3 separate regions of the Mus musculus genome follow, and regions 1 and 3 are each linked to region 2. A link is a contact called in public promoter capture Hi-C data. All regions are on one chromosome and are shown on one strand. Each heading gives the region's core, a stretch centred on a gene start, on an enhancer-like site or on the middle of the called end of the contact. The rest is flanking DNA. Distances are from core to core; before and after follow the strand shown.

Evidence for each region. Promoter capture Hi-C pulls out the DNA fragments that hold promoters and counts their contacts.
Region 1: a promoter capture Hi-C map of hippocampal neurons shows a contact between it and region 2, with 5 times the contacts expected there. The contact joins the enhancer-like site here to the promoter of Trmt10b in region 2. A contact is called at or near these places in 9 of 39 promoter capture datasets (the 3T3-L1 cell line, the C10 cell line, cranial neural crest and 5 more), 2 of 15 datasets of contacts at CTCF or cohesin (pro-B cells and stem cell-derived epiblast-like cells), 1 of 484 Hi-C or Micro-C datasets (stem cell-derived neural stem cells), 4 of 115 datasets of contacts at active chromatin or transcription factors (bone marrow-derived macrophages, embryonic stem cells and stem cell-derived neural progenitor cells) and 4 of 9 other capture datasets (adipose tissue, embryonic stem cells, liver and 1 more).
Region 3: a promoter capture Hi-C map of hippocampal neurons shows a contact between it and region 2, with 2.8 times the contacts expected there. The contact joins the enhancer-like site here to the promoter of Trmt10b in region 2. A contact is called at or near these places in 3 of 39 promoter capture datasets (cranial neural crest, hippocampal neurons and trophoblast stem cells), 1 of 15 datasets of contacts at CTCF or cohesin (large pre-B cells), 5 of 484 Hi-C or Micro-C datasets (the Ba/F3 cell line, the G1E-ER4 cell line, embryonic stem cells and 1 more), 4 of 115 datasets of contacts at active chromatin or transcription factors (bone marrow-derived macrophages, differentiating embryonic stem cells, embryonic stem cells and 1 more) and 2 of 9 other capture datasets (embryonic stem cells and pancreatic islet).

Annotation. Positions count from the first base shown.
Region 1 is chr4:45,052,899-45,056,971 of GRCm38.p6, reverse strand. All of the region lies in intron 3 of Fbxo10 (F-box protein 10), which reads left to right. The region is part of intron 1 of Gm30939 (a long non-coding RNA gene); the gene reads right to left. Among named protein-coding and RNA genes, the nearest start is that of Gm30939, 9.6 kb to the right of the region's middle. Within about 2 kb of position 1,906, at least 9 of the 459 cell types and tissues checked have an H3K27ac peak or open chromatin away from gene starts, as enhancers often do. A contact at or near this core is called in hippocampal neurons, where this site is marked.
Region 2 is chr4:45,294,821-45,298,988 of GRCm38.p6, reverse strand. It overlaps Trmt10b (tRNA methyltransferase 10B), which reads right to left and starts at 1,821. Exons shown (of 9, transcript NM_027266.4): 1 at 1,794-1,821.
Region 3 is chr4:45,140,685-45,144,871 of GRCm38.p6, reverse strand. No RefSeq gene overlaps it. Among named protein-coding and RNA genes, the nearest start is that of Tomm5, 35 kb to the right of the region's middle. Within about 2 kb of position 2,376, at least 36 of the 459 cell types and tissues checked have an H3K27ac peak or open chromatin away from gene starts, as enhancers often do. A contact at or near this core is called in the Ba/F3 cell line, the G1E-ER4 cell line and hippocampal neurons, where this site is marked.

The DNA.
Region 1 (4,073 bases), core at 657-3,156, 240 kb after region 2:
GCTGGGATTAAAAGTTAAAAGTGTGTGCCACCACACTCAGCTTCCAGGACCATTTCTAAGGACAATTTTAGGTGCTGTTATCATGAAAACACAAGACTATACGATATTGTAAGCAGAAAATAGAATTTTTTTTTAAAGGAAGAGGCCTAGCATGGTGGTGCCTATCAAGAATCTTTGTACATGAGAGGCTGATGCAGGAGGATCACTACAAAGCTCAGGCCAGCCTGGGCTAGTGAAACCTTGTCTCAGAAGGAAACAACATGGAAGGAGGCTACTTAGTAAAGTATGTGGGTATTTATGTGGGCACCACAGTGAAAGGGTCAGGTCTGGTCCCTGCAGAGGATTTTTCTCTTCACACAGTTATCATAGGCATGGCTGTTGAGCAAACTTCTGCCTCTGCTGCCCTGCCCATGGCTCTTTAAGGGGTGGTGAAGGTGATTAGCAAAGGTTCCATATGGAAGTACTAGGTTGGTCATGATGGTATATGCCTGTAAGTCAAGCACTCAGGAGGTTAAGGTATATCACAAATTCAAGTCCAGATTAAGATAGGAATCCAGACCTTAATCTGGGGTGGGTGTGGGGGGCAGAGGGAAGGGAAGGGAAGAGGAGCTTCATAGTACATCTGGTGTATAGCAGGCGCTTAGTAAAGGTGATGACAGTCTACCCGAGAGGTTCTCTGATAGATGTGCCAAGGGTATGGCACACGAACCCATAAATGAGGGCACCTGACCAAGGAGCCAGGACAGTCTCCTAAAGTAATGCCCTTGGCTCAAACCATGCAGGAGGAATAAGAGTTGGCAGGTGAAGACTCCCAGTACAAGAGGTGAGAGGACCTGGAGTCAGAGAGGGCACAGCACACACAGGGAGTTGTGAGGTCCTCAGCAGCCATAGTGGGGGGGATAAAGGCAGGAGGAGTTGGGGAGCGGTCAGTGGGGCTGCAGAGGGTGAGATTCTGGAACGTGACTAAGAAGCACAGAGAGCTCTCATGGTCAGATCTGCCTCAGAAAGCTCAGTCTGAGGTCCCAGGGATGGAGAGGAGAGCACAGGGCAACCTGGGAGAGAAGGGCCAGGGCGGGGAATAATCAGGACCTTGAGGCTTCGGTCTCTAGCCTGAGTGCATGAGGCAGTGGAGGAAACATGGAGGTTACCGTGGGAAGAGAGATAAGCTTAGCCCTGGGCATGCTGGTTTAGAACATTGACACTCAGCAGAGCTGCCGTCTTCTCAGGCTGGAACGTGGAAAGGTGTGTGCTCACACGCTGGGTGCACATGGGGACTGTCATCATGCAGGCCAACAAGGACCAACAAGAACTTGTACAGCCTGAACTGTAGCCATATTGGACAGCTGCCCCAGGAGATGTTTGGCAGGAGTTATGTGGCCAGAAACGCGTGGTGGTTAGCTTCTAGCAAAGAACCTGGCAACTGATTTTCAGGGATTCTGACAATAAGGGAAAAAAAAAATAACATGCGTTTGGAAGTCGCCATTATGAGTACTAAGTGTCATGAACACAAGCCAGGGTTTTATGTAGGTGGGAGTGTGGAGCTTGCTGGGCAACTTCCTTAGGTGAGGGTCAAGGTCTTGATCTCTGGCCAGAGGGCTCCTACTTCCCAGGTCCTAAAATATCCCAGCTGACAGAAGCAGCCTGGTTGCTTGGGGCTCCAAGAAGCCTGGTGTTTTTGTGTGGGTTGTAATTCCTAGCTGGAAGTTAGGTGCACTGGGTTTAGAAATGGGCACTCCCCTGTTGTCGTTCAGGGGTCAGACCTGGCAGGAATTGAGCTGGTATAGATGATGGTGGCATTGTGATTAGCCTGTTTCCCTCATCTTTGCCTTCTGCTACTATTCTGTCTGGATCTTCTCTTTGGGCCTGCTCCTCTGAGCGGCCCCTCTCTCAGCATTCAGTCTCCCTCTACTGTACATGACTGGTATTTGTCAAGCTGTGCAGGAAAGCCTGGCAGTGACACAGTTCTCCAGCGCTGTGCTTCCTCCTTGGTCTGGGCAGGTATTATGTCCCTGGGTCCTTGGGGAGATCTGTCAGTGATCTTTCTCACTCCTAGCTCATGGTCTGGGCCAAAGCTGAGTTTCTTCCCACTACCCCCAAGTCAAAGGCAGAACCTGAGTCTTAGACCACCTGTCACCTGTCACCTAAATATCCCAGAGGCATCCGTTAAAGTCTTCAGGTTCCTGTGTTGCACAACAAAGAATGGGACCAGAGACACATTGTTGAAAATAAAATGTGTATACTCCATGGCCATATGACTCTTTATAGGTCATTTGCATAGCACTGTCTCTCCCATATTTGTGTAGGATGGGGCTTTTCTTGAGCATATTCTGTTGAATGAAGCCAAAGTGGGGAAGGGTGTCCAGTCTCTCTCTGTCAGCCAACTGCTATACCCAGGGGTAGAGCTGGCTTTTGTTTTCTCAGTCTCCTTTTCCCTAAGGGTCCTGGGGTGTGTTGCCTTTACCCCACTATTTAAGACAATTCCTTGGAAAACTAGTCCAGGACAAGTGTGCTAGCTAGTTTTCTCAACTTGGCACAAGCTAGAGTCATCAGATGACTGAGAGCCTCCATAAGGCTGGGCTGAATGCAGGTCTTTAAGGCATTTTCTTAATTCGTGATCGACAAGGGAGGGTCCAGCCCATTCTGGGTGGTGCCAGCCCTGGTTTAGGCTACTGGGTTCTGTAAGAAAGCAGGTTGATCAAGCCAAGGGGAGCAAGGTAGTAACCCTTCCATGGCCTCTGCATCAGCTCCTGTCTCCAGGCTCCTTTCCTGTTTGACTTTCTGTCCTGGTTTTCTACTATGATGGACTATGGTGGGGGAAGTGTAAGTCAAATAAACCCTTTCTTCCCAACTTGCTTTTGTCAGGTGTTTCATCACAGCAATAGTAACCCTAACATAAGACAGAGGGCTTGGGAGCTGGAGAGATGGCTCAGCAGTTAAGAACACTGACTGCTCTTCCTAAGGTCCTGAGTTCAAATCCCAGCAACCACGTGGTGGCTCACAACCATCCGTAATGAGATCTGATGCCCTCCTCTGATATGTCTGAAGACAGCTACAGTGTACTTACATATAATAATAAATAAATCTTTAGAAAAAAAAAAAGACAGTGGGCATGGTACCTTACTCAGAGTGTCTGCCCTTCCTGCCCACAAACCTGTCCTGTTCTGTTTTACTTTGGTAGACAGTCTTACTATGCTATCACAGCTGGCCTCCAACTCACAGAGATCCTCCTGCCTCTGCCTCCCAAGTACTGGAATCACATGGGTGATTCCTCCCACATTCCTCCATACTCAAATATGCTGGAATTTTACTATAATGAATAATTTATCTTAATATACAGTTATTTAAAACAATATGTGTGTGTTTATACTTATTACATATAAGAAACTAAAGCAGAAAACACATTCCTTTAATATGTTTGAGTTGTCTTGTGCTACCTTGTTTGAAGAGACTTCCTAACACACAAATTCCTGACACTCTTGTTGGAGTATTAGTAGCCTTTGCATACTACTGACTACACCCAGAAAGAGTCACAGTTTAAAAGAACAGGCTTCTTAAAAACTAAACAACCAAGATCATGTGTGTGCGCTCATGGGTGTGCGGGTATATGTGTGTGCACAGGTGTGCGGGTATATGTGTGTGCATGGGTGTGCGGGTATATGTGTGTGCACGGGTGTGCGGGTATATGTGCATCTGAAGACTGAGCTCTCTCGGGTTCCTTTTTTTCATGCACTTCACTGACAAAGCCATTTCCACATCAGTTAACTATTTTGTTTTGTCTTGTTTTAAATATTTTTTTTTCTTAACTGATGGTTGTTTCCTGCTTTTCTTTTGTTTGAGACAGGATCTCAGCACATAGCCCAGGCTAACCTCTGCTCTCCCACTTTCCTGCCCTGTCCCTCCAGTGCTGGACTAGAGGCATGCGTCACCAAACTCCAGATTTAACTAAATTATAGTTTTTAAATTAAGAATTGGCCTTGGGCCAGAAGTCGTAGCCCATAGCTGAGAGGCAGGAGAGACCATGAGTTCCAGATAAGGCTGGGGTGTGTGTCTCAATGTTAGACTACTTGCCTAAC
Region 2 (4,168 bases), core at 572-3,071:
TGAGGCAGGGGGCTTATGAGTTCTAGGCCAGTCTAGCAGACACAGTGATTATACCCCATCTCAAATGAACAAGCACTCTTTCTGAGCCTTAGTCACTCAATGGTTACTAATGAACCGACACAGTGATGGTATATCCTGGGGATTTGGTGGTGACATCCATTCCATCTTTATGAGGTTCCAACTTTCAACTGCTTTGAGTGTAACTCAAACAGGTCCTCCCATTTCCCTACTCTACAAACAAATCCTTCAAGAACTTATAGTGAACCTCACACAGTAAAGAGCATCCTAGGACCAGGGAAGTAACTCAGGAGAGCGTGTGCCTACCATGCATAAAGCCCTTGTCTCAAACCCATAACATAAACCAGCTGTGACAGCTTAGGTACTACTAGCACAACGAAAAAAGAAACAGGAGGGTCAGAAGTTCACGGCTCAAGTTCAAGTTCATCCTTGGCTACATAAAGACTTTGAGGTTAGTCTAAACTACCTGGGACCCTGTCTCAAAATAAATCTGTGAAATATATATATTCACAAGTATGTAGCAGCAGATATATAAGAGCATCTAAATGTTTGAGAATTACACCACTCTTCTGGCCAGAGTCAGCAGCATTTTCTATTTCACTCACCGTAATCCAAAATCTACACACTATCTGCACAGATCACTAAGGGCTCTCTCCCTTCTGTCAACTTTCTTTTTTCTAGAGGATTCTATTTATTTATTTATATTTATTTGTTTGTTTGTTTATTTATAGACAGGGTTTCACTATGTAGCCCTAGCTGGCCTTGAACTTGCTATATACTGGTTGGAGACCAGGCAGGCCTCCAACTCACAAATCTGCCCTGTCTCTGCCTCCCACATTCATCCATCCAACCATTCATCCATCCATTCATTCATTCATTCGTTTGTTTGTTTTTTGAGACAAGGTTTCTCTGTACCCTGGTTATCCTGGAACTCCCTCTGGAGACCAGGGTGGCCTAGAACTCACGGAGATCTGCCCGCCTCTGCCTCCCGAATTAAAGGCTTGCACCACCACACCAGAGCCATTTTATTTTTAAAAATTATGTATGTGGCTATGTGTGCATCAGTTCAGTACAGGTGTCTGGAGCTTAAGTTACAGGCAGTCATGAGTCGCCCAGACATGGGTGCTGAGAACTAAACTCCCATCCTCAGCAAGAGCCATCTTTCCTGGTAGCCCCTCCTCCATCATTTTCTTTTACGCTCTGTGGTATACCTATTCCCCAAACATACTAAATATCCCGATGTCTGCATAAACTGTGACCTACCTATTTCCCAAACATACTAAATATCCCAATGTCTACATAAACTGTTAATCTCTGCCCACATGCTCTTCCCTTAGTCTCACACGTCCTCAGATCAGGCATATTTTCACTATCCAACACCACCTACTTATTTTTTGTCTGATTTTTTCACACCGTTCCAATAAAATTAAATGTTCCGTTTACTCAGACTCTCAATAAATACTTGGAGTTAACACCGCCGTCTCCGCCTTAGACCTTTTCTAGCCCAAGTCCCACCTGATGAGCACAAACGCCGTCGCTAAGTGTCCAATCATCCTGTTTGCATAGGTCTCTCATTTTCTCATTCTGAGCCCAACCACCTTCAGCACCAGAACACCTGCTTAGATCCCAGGCTGCAGGGAACGCGGGTCACACTGACTCGCGTGCTGCGACCGAGGAAAGGCAAGACCCAGACTCCCCAGGGCTGTGGGGTGCCTAGGCGTCTCGGTGGGACCCCGCAGTCTCTAGCCAACCCTCAGAACCAGATCTTGGCTTACCTAACACACCTTGCTCAGAAGAGAACACAGTTGGTCCCGCCCCAAAGCCACTTCCGGTTCCTGATCAGCTTTGAGTGGCATTCTGGGAGTTGTAGTTTTCAGTCTAACAACGCACTAGATGATACCAGTAGATTGGCTGGGCTTCTATACTCTGGGTTATCTGTCTGTTAGTTGACGATGGCAATTCCAAGTCCTCGTAAACCTTACATAGCTCAAACAGGTGACTAGTGGCTTTCTGGCGACTTTAAACCAAGCTCTAAACCACCTACTTTGTCTTTTTGGTCAGTATGGGGCCCTTAAGATTCCCTGGGTTTCCCTTCAACCAGCAGGGACTATGAGCTAGCACAGCCCTTTCCTGAGCACACAGTGGTCCTTCTGCCGCCAGGCTGTCCAAGTTCAAAGCGCAGACAAGACTTAGCAGGCAAAGAGTCTAGTGGCTAGTTACATACCTTGAACATCTCCCTTCACATATCAACTCAGAAATAGGCTCAGATGCGTGAAGCGACTAGTCCAAGTCTTGTCTTTACTTTTCTTTTTTTAAGATTTATTTTTGTTCATATGTATGGGTGTTTTGCCTGCATACACATGTGCATTTCATGCATGCTTGGTACTTGGGAAAACCAGAAGAGGGTATTGGAATCCCACTCCCCCGCACCTCTCCAACCTGCCGCCCCCATCGGAACTGAAGTTACAGAGAGTTATGAGCAGTCATGTGGGGGCTGGGAACCAAACCTAGGTTCTCTGCAAGAGCAACTGTAGTGGCTATTCCTGGTTGTCAACTTGACAATATTTGGAATGAACTACAATCCGGAATTGGAAGGCTCACCAGTGACCCTTATCTGGAGGCTTGGAGATCCTTATCTGGGTCTTGGTTTGAAGATCTTGAGCCATAGTGGCTATGGATTCCAGAAGATTGAATCTCCGAGTTTAAGGAACACACCTTTAATCTGGGCTACGCCTTTCATCTGGGATTAAAGGTGTGGTGGGACACACCTTTAATCTGGGCTACACCTTCTGCTGGAGACAATATAAGGACATTGGAAGAAGGGAGTCTAGCTCTTGCTCTTGCTCCTTCGCCTGCTTGCTGCGTGAGACTGAGTAACTGCTAGATCCTTGGACTTCCATTCACAGCTGCGACTGAACAATTGTTGGGAATTGGGCTGCCGACTGTAAGTCATCAATAAATTCCTTTACTATCTAGATACTATCCATAACTTCTGTGACTCTAGAGAACCCTGACTAATACAGAAGTTGGTACCAGGAGTGGTTCTAGAGTAACAGAAGTACAAGGATGAATCTTTTAAAATACTGGAATTGGCTTGTTGATCCACCAGCACTTTCAACTATTGAAACCTCTCCAGATTCTCTCCCTCCTGGGAGCTCAGAGAATTTTGAAGACCCATGGTTGAAACTATATTCTGAACTTAAAGAAGCTAATGACCTTGATTTTCTTAATGAATTAGGTGATTCAGTGCACAAAGCTTTCTACAAGATGGGGAAAAAATCGGAAAATGATTTTACTGGCTGGCTGCTCTTAGTATCTGTGGAAAAAATGATGAATGAAAGGAAGGAGTTGTGTGATAAAATCGAAAGGCTCCAGACACAAGTAAACGATCTAAAAGTTGCTAAGTGTGTCCTTGAGGAGAATCTTCTCTCTTGTAGCAATAGAGCTCAAGTTGCAGAAAATCAAACAGAAACTCTCATTGTAAGGTTGGCTGAACTACAGTGAAAATTCAAGTCTCAGCCTCAGAGTGTGTCAACAGTTAAAGTAAGGGCTCTAATTGGCAAAGAATGGGATCCTACAACAAGAATGGGATGTGTGGGAAGACCATGTTGAAGCTGAGAATTTTGAATCTTCAGATTCTCAAGGGTTTGCCCCACATGAGGAAGTAGTACCCTCAGCCCCACCCCTTGAAATAATGCCTTCGCCACATGAGGAAATTAATTTTGCAGAGTCTGATAAACCAGCAATGACTTTCACTACTGATGTTTCTCGAGGCCCACCAATAGTTTCTTCTAGACCTGTAACCAGACTCAAAGCAAAACAGGCTCCTAGAGGGGAGGTAGAAAGTGTAGTCCATGAGGAAATTAGATACACTACTAAGGAGCTTAATGAGTTTGCTAATTCATTCAAGCAGAAACCTGGTGAATATGTGTGGGAATGGATTTTAAGGGTGTGGGATAAGGGTGGAAGGAACATAAAACTAGAGCAGGCTGAGTTTATTGACATGGGTCCTCTGAGTAGAGATTCTAGGTTTAATACGGAAGCTCGCATAGTTAAAAAAGGTGCCAAAAGTTTGTTTGAATGGTTGGCTGAGGTGTTTATCAAAAGATGGCCTACTGGAAATGATTTGGAGATGCCTGATATTCCGTGG
Region 3 (4,187 bases), core at 1,127-3,626, 150 kb after region 2:
TTATACGATGTCCCCAGTCCTAAGGCTCTGGTGCCGTGGTCCTCAACCATCACCGTCCTAATGCTATGATCCTTTAACACAGTTCCCCCGTTGTGCTGACCTCTAACAGTAAAATTATTTGTGTTGCTACTTCACAACTGTAATTTTGCTACCGTTATGAATGGTAATGTAAATACCTGTGTTTTCCAACAGGCGTGGGTGACCCCAGGGATCTCGACTCACAGGCTGAGAACCACTGATTTAGAAACTACCTACAGCTCATGGGCTCACCTCATTTATTTATGCTTATGTCTAAGACCAAAGAGATAGGAGCATGCCTGAAGGTGCCAAATTCTCTCTATGGTTCAAAGCAAGCAAGATACCGGCTTTCCCGCATACGGCTTCCCAGCAGGGAGTTCTCTGCCTGCATCCCACCCACCAAACATCTCTGCATCAAAGAAACAAAATCCCTGGTATTAGAGACAGAATCAAGCCTGTCCCTGAGGATCAGACCAAGAAAAGCAATTACAGTCGGAGAGCTGAGTCGTTCCTCACATGGGATTTAGATTCTTTCAACTGCTGTGAAGGGCTTGTCATCTCCTCCAAATCAGTGTGTGTTGGTGTTCTAGGCTCTGAAAGGAAACCGGGAAGTTTCCCTGCAAGGAACCTCAAGTTCAGACCTTGAATATTGGTCAAAGTTACTAACCAGGTGTCATTCCAGAATGTGAAGTCCTCCCCTGAGTCACATTAATGACTTCCCCAACTATTCTGATCCAGAGAACTGCCATACCCCACTTTTACGGGAGTGCTGGAGATCTGAACTCCTCAAGTACCTCTCAAGCTTGCCTGGCCAGCACTTTGCTGACTGAGACGTCTCCGAGCCCCTGGGTGTTTCTCGTTTCTTACATCGCTAAGGCACCTGTCACTCGTCATCATCGCTGTTCTTTCTATGGCACCTTCCATGTTGAACTTCACAGTACAGTGTTCTGCGTTCAGCCTGTACCACACCCATCCTAAGCATCTTTCCCAGCTGTCTAGTCCATAGAGGTGCCTCCAGTGGTGCACGCACAGGACACAGTGCAGAGTTGGTCTCAGCTTGTGTGTCCCGGTGAATGCATGCATGAATGCATCTAATTTAAGAGCCTCTCGGCACCTACCGCAGTGTCTGCCATGTGCACAGGCTTTAAAATACCCAAATCATCTACTGAATGAGCAAGATAATGACTACTAAATGAACTACATAGGATCTGTGTGTGTGCTTATTTTACATGACTATTTGACTATCTTACATAGATCTATATATTATAATTTCCACCATTGGGGTGGAGAGACTCTCTTTGGGAAAGAGTACCACGTACATAAGCGTTTTTAAACTAGATGTGTCAAGCTGAACAAAGGCCTGGAAGAGGTTACTGAAGGGCAAGTAAATGCTCAGCTTGGAAAGACCCTGCTTCTCTCTCGTTTCCTATCAGCCGGTCCCATCCTCTCCTTGCATCCAATTTTGCTTAATGAGGCTACTGCGATGTATTTATTTTTGAGTGATTGGATTTAGAAAGACATCCATCTACCGCACAGCGGCTGCCGCAAGCTGAATGGCTGAATCATGGCAGGGAGGATGGCAGTGAGCTAAGGACAGCTGCTTCTTATCATCTCTTGGACAGAAAAAGCCCAGGCCAGGCTGGAGTTCCTGCCTCAGGTGCTGGATAGGACTGATGGGATCTGAAGCGGCAGAAGCTGGATGGGGGAGGGAGGCTGCACGCCTGAGATCCTGGCACTTGGGAGGTAGAGGCAGGAGGACCAGGAACTCCAGGTCTGCCTGGCTCCATAGTGCGCGGTAGGCCAGCCTGGGTGGGATCCAGGGGACCCTGTCAGGACAGCAGCAATAATGAAACAAATGTTCTGGGCAGGTGGCAGTTGACCAAGGCTCCCGGAGAGCCTAAACTTTAGTTTTCAGAGAGCTCTGTGATGTGTGAGGGTTGTTACTGACAGGGATGCCTGAGATAATCTAATTATGAGCAAGCTTGATAAAGACATCACAAGCATTTGGGCAGGCCGATTAACCTTCTGATACGTTCCCGAGTCTTCCGTCATTATTTGCAGCTATTAAAGAACAATGTGGGCAACACTGGTGTGCATTTGCTTGGCACCTTATGGCTAACCACAAGCTTCCCCGATCTCCATCTCGAGATAATTAAGCAGCCACCCACACGCCCAGAACTCACAGCCTGTTATGGTTTGCCTACGTCCCCCACCTCGTGCTTTCGAAACTTAATCTCCAGGGTCAGACTGTTGCGAGGCGGAACCCTCAGGAACGGATGAATGTCCTTACTGTGAGCTGGCGTTGTTGAGAGCAGACCCAGGTTGCTATGACTGTGGGTTCCCCATGGGCTTTTTCTTGCACATAGCCCTCCCCTCCCCTCCCCCTGCTGCCACTGTGTGCTGACTCTCATGATGCAGAAGCCTGCAGATCCTCACCAGAGGCAAGCCCTCAACCTTGCATTTCTCAACTTCCGGGACTATAAGAAGTAAATTAATTTTCTTTATAAGTGACCAAGTCTATGATATCCTAGCACAGCAACACAAAACACACTAAGATGGTCAAACTGCGTATGGCTCCCAAGTCATTGAAGATCCCCTATCTTTGACATCTTTGGCAGGAGCTTCCTCCCTGAGCTTAGAAATCGCTATAGCCCCTACCCAGTCTCTCTTCTGCCAGGGTCTGTCCGTTCTTTCCCTGTTTGACAGCTTGAAGTTGCTGCCCTCATGAACCTCCAGCAGGAGCCTAGAGCTGTTCCTTGGAGCAGTTTTTTCCCCTAAATGAATTCTGGGAGTGTCAGCTGATCCCCTCACTGGCTGGTTTGCAGAAACATTAGCCAGCCCTGCTCTTTCCTGGTAAGTTTCCAGAGCTAGAGTCAGACCAGTCCCCGGGCCTCAGCTGCAGGCCACACGGCTCAGACTCAGTGCCCCTGCTTGTATGATGTGGGCTTATGTATGTCTCTTGCTTGCTGGGACCAGGATGGCCCTTGGCACACTAGCTGCTGCCTCCAAGAAATCCTCGTTTGATCTTTGACATAACCAGGGGCATGAGAGTCACGGAACCACTTTTGGCTAAATCTTGGTCGAAGACTCTCCTGTCTGGTTATTTCGAGTATCTCACAGCCGTTGTATCTGATTCTCTGTAGAGAATCCCAGTATAGGGCTGGTGAGGAGGTTCGGTGGGTAAAGTCACTTGCTTGGCAAGTCTGGCAACCTGCATCCAGTCCCTAGAACTGTGCATAAAAGTGGAAGAAACAACCATTCCACAACCATTTCACAAAATTGTTCTCTGATCTCCACTAGTGGTGGCATGTGTGCTCCTGTCATGCATGTACACACACATGTATATGCACACACACATATGCACACACACAAATGCACATGCACACACTTTTTAAACCCAGACTTCCAGTCTAACACCCTGCTCCGGGTCACTCCTTATCCAGTGAATGACTGGTGATAGTCTGACCTAATCCAGGCTTTATCTGTTCCCTACCGTCACCTCCCTGATACCAAACATTACACATGAAGAATCACTTGTGCCCTCTCTCCCTACTTCTCCTCTGCACAAATTTGCGGCCACCATTTTAGATCCATGTGAGGAGGGGCTTGCATCTTCTTTAAATACCCGAATAGATAACAAGCAAAGTGAAAAGAAAAAAACTAAAATGGTAATAAAATAAATATTGGCTGTCAGTTCATCTCTAAAGCATAGGAGGTTTGGTTGGTTGTTCAGTGTAAAGCAGGGAAACAAGTCCTTTGAGATTTGGTGTCTTCAAAGGGCTGTGACAAACACGCTCTGAAATGCTGAAGGAAAAGCAGAGACCAGTAGCTAATTTTATTGTTGCTAAAAACATAGTATTCCTGTGCCATACTGTTGCACAGCATATTTGTATAAACATAAAATTTATATATTTTAATCTTGTGTGTGTGTGTGTGTGTGTGTGTGTGTGTGTTAGAGTACACTTGCCCATGTGCATGTATAAGAAGACCAGAATGGGATGCTGGGAGTTTTTCTGTATCACCTACTACTGAATGGAGACAGAGCCTCTCATAGAATCAGAACCTCACACTTTCAACTAGGCTGGCTGGCCAGTGAGTTCTTAGATCTGCCTGCCTTTGCCCTCCAATGCTGGGGTGGTAGGCACATGCAACCATATCTGCCTTTTTAC